Regions from separate parts of the Larimichthys crocea genome. Here region 2 is linked to region 1. The links are chromatin contacts, called in public Hi-C maps. All regions are on one chromosome and are shown on one strand. Each heading gives the region's core, a stretch centred on a gene start, on an enhancer-like site or on the middle of the called end of the contact. The rest is flanking DNA. Distances are from core to core; before and after follow the strand shown. Region 1 holds the start of gask1a (golgi associated kinase 1A). Region 2 holds the start of abhd5a (abhydrolase domain containing 5, lysophosphatidic acid acyltransferase a).

The links. A called contact is a pair of places that touch in the nucleus more often than the background predicts.
Region 2: a Hi-C map of muscle shows a contact between it and region 1, with 2.9 times the contacts expected there. The contact joins the promoter of abhd5a here to the promoter of gask1a in region 1. A contact is called at or near these places in 2 of 7 Hi-C or Micro-C datasets (both in muscle).

What each region holds. Positions count from the first base shown.
Region 1 is chrXIII:28,476,322-28,479,814 of L_crocea_2.0, forward strand. gask1a (golgi associated kinase 1A) reads left to right here and starts at 1,949. Exons shown (of 6, transcript XM_019268343.2): 1 at 1,949-2,288. The coding sequence starts at 2,286.
Region 2 is chrXIII:28,652,389-28,655,881 of L_crocea_2.0, forward strand. abhd5a (abhydrolase domain containing 5, lysophosphatidic acid acyltransferase a) reads left to right here and starts at 1,587. Exons shown (of 8, transcript XM_010748297.3): 1 at 1,587-1,717; 2 at 2,105-2,185; 3 at 3,366-3,451. The coding sequence starts at 1,686. It overlaps ano10a (anoctamin 10a), which reads right to left and starts at 1,486. Exons shown (of 15, transcript XM_010748299.3): 1 at 1,403-1,486; 2 at 562-625.

The sequences.
Region 1 (3,493 bases), core at 699-3,198:
GTTCCACAGAGGAGAAATGTCCATCAGGAGGAAAAGGTGGAAATTATGGATCTCAACATCCAAGACGAATATTTACCCGATCACAGATCTGGAAAAATGTGTAAGCATGAAACTAGGAGAGAACATGTTAAGGCTTACCCATAGACCTAATGACAGTCACCATTATCATGAGCAAAGCTTCACCGAAGCAGTATCTAGATCGGCCAAGCTATGACTTTTGGGACTTTGAGACAGAACTGTTAAAAAGAGGAATACGTAGCCTGAAAGCTAAGCTTAATGAGGCTCAGATCATAAATGTCTGGTCATTATAGGAGACTGGTTTTTTAAGCACAATGGAGGAAGCTTTCCGAAAGCAAATGGAGGAAGCAAAGAACACTCTGGAGTAATCTCTGGCTTCCCATGAAGCTCAGCTGGAGGAGCACAGAGTGGAGACCAGGAAGATCGCATCTGATCTGAGAAGGGCAGAAGATCTCCAGAAGACTGAGCTCCTCTGTCTACAGGAAAAAAAGACTCAAAGATCAAAATCTGTCTTTGCTGCTCATCTTGAGGAGCAGAAACAGATGAACTACAGCGTCGTGGCTGCTCTGAAGAAATGAGTGGCAGAAGGACAAGACCTCCCTAATTCACACATACACACTAAGGCAAGTACACGCTGGTGTATTACACAAGAGGGCACCCTAAACCTACAAGAACTAGTGCAGTATATAGGCCACAATTGTGGCAGAGGTCACTCCTGTAAGATACCCTAATTATCTAGTATCTAGTTTCCTAATGAATTTTTTATTAAATTGGTGCAAACCGCTTTAAGGATCCCTTGGCTGCTCCAGCTTTAGATAGTAATTGGATACATGGAGCTAAAATAGTATTTAAAAGACAGGATTATGAGGCTTATTATTTATAAACCAGCAATGTTTTTTTGTTTTTTTTTTACACACAATACCACGTGGAAGCTCCCTAGTACAATCACAGAGCACAGTCTGATCTGTTAAAGGTCCCCTGGAGCGGATGAGCGTCCACCTAGATTTATGAGGCTGCTCCGTGGACTCACCCTTCAGGTCACAAACTCCCAATTCTCTAAACTTTTGGCCACAAAATGTCCCAAATGTGTCTGATAATAATAAACAGCCACAACCTTTAATTTAACCACAAGTAGAAGGCAAATATGAGTAAGTGAAACACAGGATTATGAGCAGGGAGAGCAGCAGGACACGTGAGAGTCAAAGACATTTAAAATATATAAAAATGAATACATGCTATGTGCAGGGATATGCTAGTACATATGAAATGTGTACCTGATAAGTTATGATATAAATAATATTTGTGGATATCTGTTTGTCTGTAGTAATGACAACAATGAAAGCTGTACATCAGGGGTCTTCAACCAGAGGTCCATGACGTCTAGGGGGTCCTCAGAGGTACTGCAGAGGGTCCACCAATTTTTGTCATCATAATTGACAATTTTCAGAAAAGATACTGATGAATGTGAGGGTGCAGATCATTGAGAAACTACAAACAGCGGAGGCATTTGCACTCCAACTGGATGAATCAGTGGACATGTCCAAAGACGCACAGCTCTTCATTAATATGCATGAACATATCTGGCAGTTATTGGCAATGAGTCTGGATAAACAGTGATGTTTTTTTTAAAGAATGTGGCAGCCAAATAAACTTACTCATTATGTTTGCTTTCACTTATAATGATAACAACTTGGATATGAATTTCCCACGTGGCTGGCCAAAGATTTCTCCTTGAAAACATTTCCATACAATATTTAAACCTAAAAGTATAGTCTGGTTTATTCCCTGTGTCAAGGTCTGCGTGGAGTTTCTGGCAGCGTGAAGGAAATGTGATGTGGATGAGGGGGAGACTTCTCATATTTCACTCTGAGCAGACAGTGTTCCTCCTTAAACTCACGGGCTTTTACTTTGAAATCAACTTTCCCAGGCGCTCTCGTGGAGCAGGCAGCGCGTTCCCCCGGGAGGGGAGGCTGAGCTCGAGACAGCCCGACGGTCAAAGTAAAGTTAACAGACCCTGCAGTTATGGTATCTGTGTTACTTGGGTCACTTTTTCAAACAGCAAATTTAACTGTGTAAACGTTTTTTTAATTATTTTTTTTTTCAACGTAAAGTTTTTTGTGCCGGTCCCGCTCGAGCTGCAACTTCAGGACCACCGGCTGTCCAGCTGTCGGTGTGCGGACTGACCGACCTCCAGACGACGGGATCTCTCCGCGATGAATGACTTTAAAGAGGCTGCAGTGGAATGCACCGGGCCGGGGATGTGAACCATGGTAAGAGCGCTGAAAGTTTCCCCTGCAGCCGTTCAGTGTGAAACAGCAGAGCGCCGTGCAGGCAGATCCTGGACCTGTAGAAGCGAGTTCAGTTCTGACTCAGACGTGGAGGATAACAGTTGCTGTGTCACATGCATTATAAATGCGCATTCAATGGATTTGTTGGCCTACATATTAGGTTTATTACGGGACACACCTGAGAATATAAGCGTAGTTAGAGGAGCCTCTGCTTACAGAGGAGAACAATGTAAATTTACCCAACCAGTACAAACTCATTCAAAAGCACAGTGAGGTAAAAGTACAGAGGAGAAGAGCGTTACCTCTTTGAAACAAGGTTTTTTTTCATGATGTTTGCAAGAAAGTTCTTCTTAAAAGTCGACATTCAGACTGTGGACATCAGTCAACACTAACCTGGTTACTAAAACTGGACTGAATGCAGCTGTTTCTGGTATGAGATGTGTTGCATGGGAACAGTACAGCTCTGAGTCAAAGCTATCCAAGCAATTAGTTACTATTATGGCTGGAAATCTTATATATTTGGAGATATTTGGGTTCTGAGAAGTTTGGACAGTTTTTGCACACGGGACTAATTAAGAAAATAATCAGCAGATTAATTGACAGTCAAAAAAAAAATAGTTGTCAATTTCAGCCCCACTCTGTTTGTCTGTCAATCAGTCCATGTATGTAGTGTAGTCATCTCAAATGTAAAATGTAAGGAGAGGACCTCATAAAGACGCTCGCTGTGACTCTAAACGAGTAATACAATGATGCAACATGTACAGGAATCACTGTCTGGCGTTTGCATTCTGCATTAATTTTCCTTTGGAGGTAAATGTTGAAACTAGCTCTGTTGGCGAGTCAGAACAGTTTTTTCCTATCTTCTGTCGGCTGATCGTCTGTCTTTCAAACAGTCCCCATAGTCTCACATTTCAAATTGGTTCCATATGCCGAGCAGACAGGCTCCTGGTCTGACTGCCACATGGAAGAGGGAGACTCTCTGCCCATTCTTTTCTCCTCTTCTCCTCCTGTCCCCTTTTCTATCCTCATCTCTTCTCTTGTCATGTTGATCTATTTTGGACACCGCTGAAGGATGCAGTGGAAAATGTAGAACTCAGTCGATTTAGGTTGTTGTTGTGCATGAAATTCAGTGGAGGTGACAGACAGATGTTGGAAATGTTACTCTCAAACTGTGGAGTGCTACCTTT
Region 2 (3,493 bases), core at 337-2,836, 180 kb after region 1:
ATATCATCGACCTGGGATATTTCACTTAAGTTACACAATGTTTTCAGGAGTTATGCATGTTCTTATGAGCCAACTATCTTGAATACATACATATATATTTGGAATGTATTTACAAGCCTGTTTTTTTAACAGTTTTCTGTATATTAAAGAGTTTTTCTTCTTTGTTAAGTCCTTTTTTAACATAAATAATCCACATAAAGAGAACCAATAGAGACAGAACAGGGTAAGACACCAGGACTAAGTTAGAGTAAATATTGAGGCTTAGGCAAGGTGTGTGTAAACAGAAATAAAGTGGTCTTATCATCATCAGTTATCATCATAATTAAAGTCATGATCTACTGTATTTAATATATGTATTGCACATCCAGAACATGTCTGGTCAGAGTCCTGGAGAACTGACAGAAACAGCTGACAGACATTAGTGTACATGTAGTTGGAAAGTCAGACAGCTGCATGAAGCAGCTGATCTGCCACAGTACAGTCTGCCACACAGATAAAGCTTTTCGTCTCTGTTTGTATGCTGGTGGTGGGATGGGGGGCAGGGACATGGTCAGTACTTACCCAGATCTGTGTATGTAGGAAACGGCTCTGTTCCAGCCTCGGGGCGGGAGCTGACCCTGCTGATCTGTGAACAGTCACATTAGATTTGAAATCGACCTGTCTGAGCAGTCAGTGTGTGTGAGGCTAATGCTGCCGCTGCTGCTGCTGCTGCTGCACCCGCTGGACTTGTTGAGCTCCACGTCACGAAGCAGGGCTCAACTTCAGCCACGCCCCCAACCAGCGCTCTGACGTAGACGAATTAACCAATCACTGCCGCCTCGTGCTCGCTATGACTGAGATTTTGGACTAAAATCAACTGGATGAGCACATATATCCACATGTTTCCTTAGGCACTACTTGTTGCGTAGTGATTTAATATTCCATAGCTCTAAAAAAAAATATCTGACACTTTTATATGACCTTATATCACTTGTGAAACACTAAACATAATAGGTATATTGCTTTAATCTAGCACTGCTGGCCAGCGCCGTTACACAGACAGACACTGTGACGTGTAACCTGACCGCAGGACACTCACAGGTGTGTCAATGAGAGCTGCAGCGGTCCCTTGGTGCAGGTCCTGCTCACTGGGACCGAGCCGTGGCCCTGCGCAGACTAATATCTCACTAAACATATTAAAGAGTAAACGTGTCTGTATTCCTAAAATCAGTATCAGTGACTTCCACACTCCAATGTTCGGTTGAATGAAGGCTTTCCTTACGACCCTTTAACCGAACACAGCCCTCCTGACATGACTTGCAGCTGTGAGTCAACACAGAGACTGGGGTTGTGTTGTGAACGTGTGAAACAAAATGTTTAATATTTACTAAATATTATGTATTAGTGTCGTTCAGCTACTCACCGAAGCTGTCTGCTCTGCTGGGCGGCTAATGTTTGGATATTTGACAGGAAAGACGCTTCCGCAATGCCTCACGCTCTGGAGCGCTTGTTTTCATTTATAAACAAGAGAAGAAAGGGCTGCGACGAGCGGGGACATTAGCGTTATGGGTTCAGCTGTAAAGGCACCGCTCGGTGGAGCTTACCCTATACAACAAATCAAACGCCTTCAATCGTTAGGACTCCCCTACGTCAGTGGGTATCTGAGACCACGTGACCGCGTGTAGTATCAGAGGCAGTGGAGAAGTATGGCCGAGCAGGCGGTGACTGCGTCCGGAGGGTGAGTGTTTACTGTTTGTGGAAGTATGTTACAGCCGGGCAAACGGCACTTAGTGTCTGTTAGTGTCACAGCAACACTGTCTGTAACAGCTGCGGGTTGTTGTCAAACGCAGGCAGAGAAAGTGTAACTTGTTAAACATTTAAAAGCAGTTGAAGCAAACACACATGTTGACATGGGGACACCGAAGGAGGAACATGCTAGTTTGTCTTTCGTGTGTCCAAGAGACACTGGCGCCAGTGTTTTAGACACACACTGAACACGTTACACTTGATGCTGTATTAGAGGAGGTGTCATAGTTTGAATGTCATCGAGCTGTCAGTCTACACACTGACAGTAATCACCGTAACACCTTGCCTTGCTGTGTCTGTCCCTTCGTCCCGGCTTCAGGGTTGTTCACAGCTTGCTGTCTACTGTTGGTGCTCACCGTCTGGTCAGCAGTGTGTGGGGCTACGTGGACAGCACTATAAGGTAAGTCTGCTCTCTGACCTGAAGCAGGACCTCTTAAATCACAAGACCGTTTAAGACGCAGCATTGCTTCAGATAAACCTTAAAGTCCTCTCTCTGCTCAGAAATGTGTTTCGCTCATAGCTCTGTCGCTCTCACTGTGCAGGGTGATGGATGATGAGGACACAGCAGGGTTTTGTGACATCATAACACATTTGGAGCCAATCATGGTCCATCATGTAAACATTATGCAAAGGGAATATTCTTAGATTCAATTATTCCACTAAAAAAACATATTTATATTTCTTTAATGCACAGTACAGTCATTACTTTTTGGTGATCAATAGTGAAGTGACTTGTAGTTATGCATTGCTTTTCTAGTCTATCATACACTGATGAATGGGTGCCATGCAAGGTGCCAGCTGCTAATCCAGTTATGTCGGCTCTCCATGCTGGCTGATTGTGCCGCATTTGATCCTGCAATCCCCCACAGACTGAACTACTGCCAACCAAAACTACAGTTCTGTTATGGGTGTCCCCTAATTATTATAATAAACATGCCAATCCATGCAGATAACGTTAATATTTATTCATCATGACAAAGGGTCATCTGTCTTAAACTGTGAGTGAAGACATGCTTTGATCACCGGTGGAGATCACAGGAGAACTGATATGATGATGATGGTGATGAACATAAGGTGTCTGAATGAAAGTGAGAATTTTGCTTATGGTTACTTAAAGGTTAGGTTAAGCCTGTCCTTGCTGTTCCTGTGCAGTTCTTTTGACATCTCCACACATTGGCACAGGGGGTTTCACAATCCTGCAGGCGGATGAACTGACATGTAAAAGGAACATTCAGCTGAAATTTTCTTCTTCCTAGTTCCTGAAATGGTGATTTAAACAAAATAACCAGAAGATGACTTTTTTTTTTTTTAATCAGTGTTTTTGTTCCAGCTTTGTGGTCTCTAATCTCCCCTATCACCGCAAACCACACTGAGCAGCTGATGACACTCTGAAGTACAATAAATGCTAACATTCAGTCCTTCTGCTGTCATATGTTCTGTTTAATATACGTTTGAACTTGTGTTATTTCTCTGTTTCAGTCTGAATCATTTACAAGTGTAGCCCCACACTGCAGTGACGCCACATTCCTGCTGTATTTCATAAATCTGATGATTAAAGTTGAGCCTTTCTGTCCATGTAGGTGGTGCTGGATCCCCAACTGGCTGCCACCATGGTGCCCCACCTCTCAGATCAAACTACAGACCGCAGAGGACATGATGCTGCGATGTAAGGATCAGCCTCTCTGACTTTGAGTTTCAACATTTGGCT